Regions from separate parts of the Zea mays genome. Here region 1 is linked to region 2. The links are chromatin contacts, called in public Hi-C maps. All regions are on one chromosome and are shown on one strand. The core of a region is the stretch at or near the end of the contact, and the rest is flanking DNA. Distances in the headings are between cores, read along the strand shown.

What was found. A called contact is a pair of places that touch in the nucleus more often than the background predicts.
Region 1: a Hi-C map of leaf shows a contact between it and region 2, with 4 times the contacts expected there. The contact joins the promoter of LOC103651156 here to the promoter of LOC100383324 in region 2. A contact is called at or near these places in 5 of 25 Hi-C or Micro-C datasets (ear, leaf and tassel) and 1 of 3 datasets of contacts at active chromatin or transcription factors (seedling).

The regions. Positions count from the first base shown.
Region 1 is chr3:198,169,911-198,174,128 of Zm-B73-REFERENCE-NAM-5.0, forward strand. LOC103651156 (ubiquitin carboxyl-terminal hydrolase 13) reads left to right here and starts at 2,890. Exons shown (of 33, transcript XM_020550461.2): 1 at 2,890-3,188; 2 at 3,360-3,459. The coding sequence starts at 3,165.
Region 2 is chr3:197,874,528-197,878,251 of Zm-B73-REFERENCE-NAM-5.0, forward strand. LOC100383324 reads right to left here and starts at 2,110. Exons shown (of 5, transcript NM_001175982.2): 1 at 1,913-2,110; 2 at 1,510-1,779; 3 at 1-37. The coding sequence starts at 1,777.

The DNA.
Region 1 (4,218 bases), core at 1,640-4,139, 300 kb after region 2:
CATTTTTATAGCCATTGATAGGCATTGGGATTCTTGTGTGGATGGTCCGGGCTTGAATTGCAGACCGTCCGCATGTGCGCTGAAAAGGGGCCATTGGCCCATAATGGCTAGTTTTGGAGAGGGTGGCTATATATACTTGTGTTGTCTGTGTTGAAAGGGTGAGGGAGACCATTTTGGAACACTTGAGCATATTGGAGCCTTTCCTCTCACTCTCTCTCACTCATATTAGTTGGGATTGCATTCTAGTGAGATTGAGAGCCATCTAGTGCATTGCATCAATTTATTGATCTTTAAGGCATTAAGGAGATCATCAAGTGAGGTTTTTGGCTTGTTACTCTTGGAGGTTGTCGCCTCCTAGACAGCTTGGTGGTGGTTCCCCGCGAGCTCTTCAACGAAGATTGTGAAGAGGCCACAATGGTGATTGTGAAGAGGCCACGATGGTGATTGTGAGAGGCGTTGTGCTTGCCTTGCCGGAGCGGTGAAAAGCAACTCTAGTGGAATCGAGGTTTGAGGGTTCATTGACCAATCTGGGTTAAGAGATCAAGTGGAGACTTGATAGAGGAGCGGTTGGGTGATTTGAATCTGCCTCAACGTGGACTAGGGGTGACCGGCAAGTCATCGACACCACGAGAAAAATTATTGTGTCAAGTGTCACCATCTCCCCATTGGTTTGCAACTTTCCTCACTAGCTTGTATTTATTTGTTCATATACTTATGCTAGTGAGTGTTTGTTGCTCTTGTATATCTAGTCATACTTGTTGTAAAATATTTACCCACTTGTTAGCTAATCTGTTTTGCTTAGCCTGTGTAGCTAAGTAGTTGTTTCTCTCTCGTTGTGCTTGTGTAGTGCAACTAGTGAATTTTGCTAGTAGTGCTTGTGCGACTTGCTTACTAGTATGTTTAGGAGCTCTCGGTGTGCTTAGAATTATAGTTGCATAAGTTTGTATGACCTTGCTAACTAGATTTGTGTGGGAGAGCTCTTTCACTATCTTGGCACCTTAGTTGCTTCAATTAGGATTTTTATCAGGTATTTGTTATAGTTAGATATGTGTAGTCTTTGCTAGACCAACATAGTATTAATTCTCTCATTTATTTTTGTTAGCCAACATAATTAGTTTTAGAAAGGACTATTCACCCCCCTCTAGTCCGCCATCTCGACCCTACACCGCCGTCCACGCCCCACCTCGTTTCCGGAGTAGCACCGCATCACCATCGAAGATCGGAGGCTTTAATACCACTTGTCACGACCCTTGGTCGGCGCGACGTCGCCGATGTGAGGAGGTGAACAATCTTCGATGATCGTCGGTACAGGAACAACCAGAGGTTGCTTTGTATTTCATTTTTCTGTTCTGTTCCCCTCTTCTGTCCCAGGCGACACCCTCAAATACTATGGATAACATGCTGCCCACATACGTCCCACACATATCCATACGCTGGGCCAACATATGGTCCACACACACATCTTCCGCTCCTCCTGTATATGTATATGATAGAGAAGGGGTATACAGGAATGAGAAGTAGGCATAGGGCTTAAAATCGACGTAGTTGCAGAACGGGATGGGGAACGACTCTAGGCCACGTGCGGGTCGCCGACCCAACACGCGGTGACAATAGTCACAGTCGCGCGGAGGGCGCGGCAGGCCGACTCAGTGACCGCGCCCAGTGCCACCGGATTGCTCATGTCGGACGGACGCTAGAGGCACGGGATGAACGAGCACATAGATGTTTTTTTTTCTTTTTCTATGTAAGGTAGCAGGCGATGGAGCCATCCATGCGACCGAGCATGGCGTGCGTGTCACCGAGCTGCATCCATCTGGAGAAGGCGACGAGGGGCCGCTCCTCGCCCCTCTTGTTGTCGGGCTCGGTAGCTTGCCGCTGCTGGTCGTCGGTCTCGGCCTCAGCAGCAGGGGGAGGCATCTTTGGTGATGTGATGATGGTGACAACGGGCTCAAGGACAAGGATGACATTGGTGTGGTGGTCGAGGACGGCCGTTCGTGGCGAGGGCGGGGGTTGGATGACGACAGGGAAGGCACGGATGCATGACGACATGCGAGAGGGACGGTCGCGGCATCTGCGAAGCAAGTTTGTAGACTAGGGCGGGGGTTGGATGCGGGCATCGCGTGGTGGGAGTCACGGTGGGTATCACACAACTCGAGGGGGCAACATGAGGGGGGGGGAGGGCGGCAAGCGAGAGCTGTCTCTGGGGCTTTTGACGCTCGGGGCTCAGATACGGGGGCACCAGGGCGAGGGCATTACTCTCGTTCTCTGTAGGTACCACGTCCATGCTTAAGGGATGTTTGAATGCACTAGAGTTAATAGTTAGTAACTAAAATTAGTTGAGACATCTAAACACCCTAGCTAATAGTTCAGCTATTAACTATTTTTGTAAATTAGTTAATAGTTAGTTAGTTATTTGTTAGCTAGCTAATTCTACTAACAATTTTTAGCTAACTAACTATTAGTTATAGTGCATTCAAACACCCTCTTAATAGGAGTATATAATAGAATATAACCGGTGAAATGGGGGTGGAGAGGTTTGGACTAAAGAGGTGTTTGAATGCACTAAAATAATAGTTAGTTGACTAAAAATCGTTAGTGGAATTAGCTAGCTAACTATTAACTAATTTACCAAAAATAACTAATAGCTAACTATTAGATAGAGTATTTGGATGTCTTAACTAATTTTAGCCACTAACTATTAGTTTTAGTGTATTCAAACACCCTCTAAGGATTGATTATAAAAAATAATTGTAAATGTTTCTTTAAGCACTAGTTTGGAAACTTCAATTTTTCACGAGATTTTTATTTTTCCAAAAGAAATTAGTTTATTTTCCCTTTAAAAAATAGGAATCCTCGAAAAAATATAGTTCCCAAACTAGTGAGAGTGTAGACGTTCGAAGGAGAAAGAAGAGACTGCACGGTGAACGGGCTTACGCGCCCAAAATGTGAAACTGGCCCGTTTGCGAAATTGGCAGTCGCGCAGCGCAGCTTTTATATAGCCAAATCTTTCTTTCTTTTTTCATCGTCTTGGCCCCTCCTCCCTTTCGCCTTCATCTTCCCTAAACCCTAGGCAGTGTCCTAAATACGCTCTCCCCCGGTGGGGTCGCTACAGCGATCTGATCTTTCGCCAGTCACCGGCGCCGGAGGCTCCGCGCTCTATACTCATGGTTGTCCCGCGCGCTCCCGAGGTAAAATTTCTGTCCAATCTGCGCTCGTTTCACTGTAACAGACCAGATGGTTCGTTACCTTTGGTAGGAAGGGATTTGCGATCCGGTGCTGGTGGCCGTGGTTATATTAGATTCGGATGGGCTTGCGCGGGTGATTTTTAGACCTGTTTTCATGGTTCTTGGTGTTTGCAGCAGACACAGCAGGACCAGGATGAGGAGATGCTGGTTCCGCATCAGGATGCCATTGAGGGTCTGCAGAAGGATGTTCTTGAGGGTCCGCAGCCGATGGAAGGTGAGGTTTTTTTGGGTGTCATTTGAGAAACCCCGTGCGTAGTTTAATCTCGCCTTACATCTATTGGGTTTTTTCTTTGCTAACACATTATCTTTGAAGGGCATCCATTTCATTTTTGTTTTTCACGGCGATATACGATATGGCTAGGGCTATAGCGCGGTTCTTTTGCAAACATAACTTCCATGCCTGGTTTTTGCCACTATAAAAAAATAGTGCCTTTAACTTATGTTGCTTTAATCATGATTTTGGAACAGTTTGTAATGTGGTTGGTTTGGTCAATCATCCTTGTACCCTATCGATAGAAATGGTTATTCATCGTTGCAATGTTTTCTCATCATCTTTTATGATGTCTTCCAATAATAGTGTATAACCTATATGTTGTGTGTTACTGCTGCTATGCCGCGGAATCTTCAAGGGAAGAATATTTTTTTTCATACTCTCAGAAACCGTTGCACCATGGAAGATAACATTATTGTTTTATCAAAGTCAACTATTTATGCTCATTTGTAGCTTTTTTTCTGATTATTATTATTGTAAAAAGGTGATTGAATTACTGTAACAACATATGCACAAAAGTTGGAACTGCATACATGGCTCCTGCAATTATTCTCACGCATCTGAAATTACAAATTACAACTGATATGATTATTTAACTTTAACTGGAGCGTTTTTCTGGAGGCCAGACATTCTATGCTGCCTTGTATTATGCATTTTGTTCATTATGCTACCCATGGTAGTAAGCATTTTACTTTTACCTAC
Region 2 (3,724 bases), core at 860-3,359:
TAAATTTGTAACTGACTCTTGTAAGGAAGCTGGGTCTCTACATAAAAAAAGAATAGAGTGTGACAGGTAAAGCAAAAAGAAAGTTTCCTCTTTTAGATGAGTGAAAAACACTTACTGCATGAAGAAAAATTATCTTTATAGCTTGAGAGAATAAATATAGAGATATAAGTAAACGACAAATCAACTAATCAAAACTTAAAAATAGAAAATAATAACAACTTTCCAGGAATGACATATGGATCATATGATGAATAGTCCTAAGATGCAATCGCGTAACCGATTTGCTAAACCTACAGACAGTTTCTTCTCCTGCATTTCTTAAATGAGTTCGAGATGACCTCTTAGCAGATTATTATGTAGACATTGACTCACATGGTACTTCTGCTATATCCATTATACACAACCAGAATATTATTTCGAGGTCCACTAGCTACAAAAATTGCATGATGCCCTTGCAAAATCACGTGCAACCAATAAAAAAACAGAGAGTAAAGTGTGCTGGTTAGGTCCTGTTTAGAAGCAACCCGGTTTTTAAGAAATCAATTTTTATTTTTTAGCTAGGAGAGACTAGCTTCTTGGTTTTTAAGAAACTGTGAATCCAATTTCTATAAACTGAGGCATAAACTGGTATGTTTGGAACCACCTCAATTTCCATAAACCAGTTTCTTAAAAATTTGGTGGTTCCAAACAGGCCCTTAACCTACCTACCTACTTACATGAATGCTTCCTAGCAATACTACCATTGCACTAGTAGCATTACAAAAAGAGGGGTCATTTTCCTCTATTGGAACAATAATGCTAGTAACATTCACCTGTAAATACTTGGATTGCTAATAAGTTCAAGTCTTCTTCAGTTCAACTGGTAAGATTAATTTCAAAAGATAAGGAGATGCTTACACCTTGGAGGGTTCCTACTGATTCAAGCACCCGCACCACCTCGAAACAACTAAATGTAACTCATACGGAACTCAAATCGATAATAAGGGTGCGAAATCAAGTGCAATCAATACAAAATCAAAGAGTAAAGTGTGCTGGTGAGCCTATCTACCTGCATGAATGCTTCCTATGAATCTAACTTTGAACTAGTATTATTAATTTATTATAAATATAGGGGTCAATTCCACTGTTCCAAGAATAATGTTAGTAAAATTCACCTGTAAATACTTGGATTGCTAATAAGTTCAACTCTTCTTCAGTTCATCTGGTAAGATTAATTTCAAAAGGTAGGCAGATGCTTAAACCTTGGAGTGATTCCTACCCATACCATACAAGCACCCACGCCACCTCCAAATAATTAAATGTAACTGGTAAGGAACTCAGAACGACAAGGGTGCGAAAATCCAATGCTAGCACACCATCATCCAGGGAAAGAAACTATTTTCAATTGTTTTTTTATGAAAACATGGTGTTTTTCGAAAGAAAAATAAGATAATTTTTTTTGTTTTTTCCCACGGAGGTTCATGATCTAACAGTGCATATTTGGTCCCAGGGGACAAGCTGGCAGCTCACCGGATGAGGGCGGCGCTGGAGCAGCCGGGGCAGGGGCAAGGGCCGCGGCCGGGAGCGCGATGAGGTTGTCGAAGGCGGCCATCGCCGCGAGGTTGTACGCCTCCTTGAGTGACTTCTCCCCTTCATCCCGGGAACTGAACCTCTCGCCATTCACGACGACAGTGGCGCGGAAGAGGGGCGCGTGGGCAGGACCCTCTCGGGTAGGCTCGTACAACGGCGGCGCCCATCGCCGCTTCTGGCACAGCTCCTGCAGCCGTGACTTGTACATTTCTGCGAGAGGTTAGAATATTGGGTAACACATAAAACAACAGCTTCTTAGAATCTTGTCACTCAAATCAGGAAAACGCTAGAGGGAAGGGGGGGTACAAGGGAGATCTCGACACAGGGCGCTGCGGCTGTATACCTTGGAGTCGGGCACCGCTGGTGGATGCCGAGGGAGCCGGGCACCGTCGGTGCAGGCAGAGGGCCGGCCGTCGCAGGTGGAGTCCGAGGGGAGCCGAGCCTTCGGTGGAGTCCGTCCGAGCAGAGCCGGGCGCCGCCGCCGCCACAGCACACGGAGAGCCACTCGGATGAGGTTGAGGAAAGAGAGAGGAATACGCCCAGGTGGCCAGGTCTCACGTGAAACGTTTCATTGCCTGCGATAGAGGTGTCAACGGGACCCGATACCCGCTAACTCATGAGGAATTCCCCTATTAGGGTATGGATATGGGACAAAAATTGTCGCATGGGTATGGATATAGGTCAAAATCTCCACCCATTGGGTAAATGGGTATGGGTTTGGGAAGCAATAATCCGAACCCGATTACCCATGGGTATTTCATACGTGTACATATGTCCTGTTTGTATGAATGAGTTGAGGTCGAGTCGGCCACCAAGCCCAGCACGACAGCACACTAGACCCCAGGTCCTAGCCCAACAAGGCAACACGGCAAGGCAACTAGCAGACTAGCAAAAAATAAAATCCTAAAATAACAAGCCATACACTATGTCCTGCCGAGCCGGCCTGCCGCCGCATGCCTAGACAGCTGCCCTTGCACTGCACATTGGCGACTTCACCAGTGACGAGGAGCACTGTCGACTGCTAGGAGCTGAGAACGACAATGACGACCATGGATTCTCAGGCGCCAACAAACTCGGATGTGACCAAGGAAGGTGAGCAGACTCCATTTCACCATTTCTTATATTGGTCTCGAAGTACTGATTTCTTTTCTGATGGATGGATGAATGGATCATGGTTCATGGATGAGTGCTTGCCGATGTGGTGATATATGAAATCTGTATAATTTATGCTAGATGTTAGTAACTAGTTATCCCTCAATTGGGAATGGGGGCCCATTGGGGACCCGAAACCCGAATGAGGATGGGTATGAGATGAGTTTTGCACCCATGATAGGTATGGGTATGGGTATGAGGATGGATCAAACATGATGGGGATGGGTTTGGGATGCTATAACCTGGTGGGGAATTCTCCATTGACATCTCTAGCCTGCGATTTGATCCAAGGGCAAAAATGGCCATTCACTAGATGCCAATATAATAAAATAAAAACAGATCTCCTTAAAATTGTATTTAGCAAGTTTGTAAACAGCTATTGGGCGTTCAAAAATTGTGGGTAACAGTTGTTATTATTTAGGGAGTTAATCTGTTTGAAATCAAATTGGTGGGCCATTTGGATTCCATGTAACACAACTGTCTCTTACGTTGCTCCTCTTCCAAAACGTTGTCGTTCTTCTGTTCCAAAAAGTCGCTGCCGCCGCTAGACAGTCGCTCAACAGCTGCCGCCGACACCACTTGACGTTGCTCCGTGCCTATCAAAAGCCGCCACTCAACAGACACCGCCGCTTGCTCTTGACGTTGCTATCTGCCGCTTGATGTTGCTCTCTGCCGCTGAACAGCAGATTGATATCTGATACGGTAATGGTTCTCTACTGATTTTGTTTTAGGTACAAGTATATTCATCATACAATTCTTTTCAAAGACAGTTAATGAGTCGCAATAGAAGGTGTTTGTCAAGATTTGTGGATGATTCATCATCGGATGATTTTGCTGCACAAATTGTACAAAATTATCCACATGTCCTTAGAAATCCATGTGGCTCTGTTCCAGAACGTGCATATATATACATATATATCGAGATAGAGAAGCTGCATATGCGAGAATGTATCAAGATTAATTGGCTGATACTTCCACTTATGGCCCAACCTTGTTTAGACGG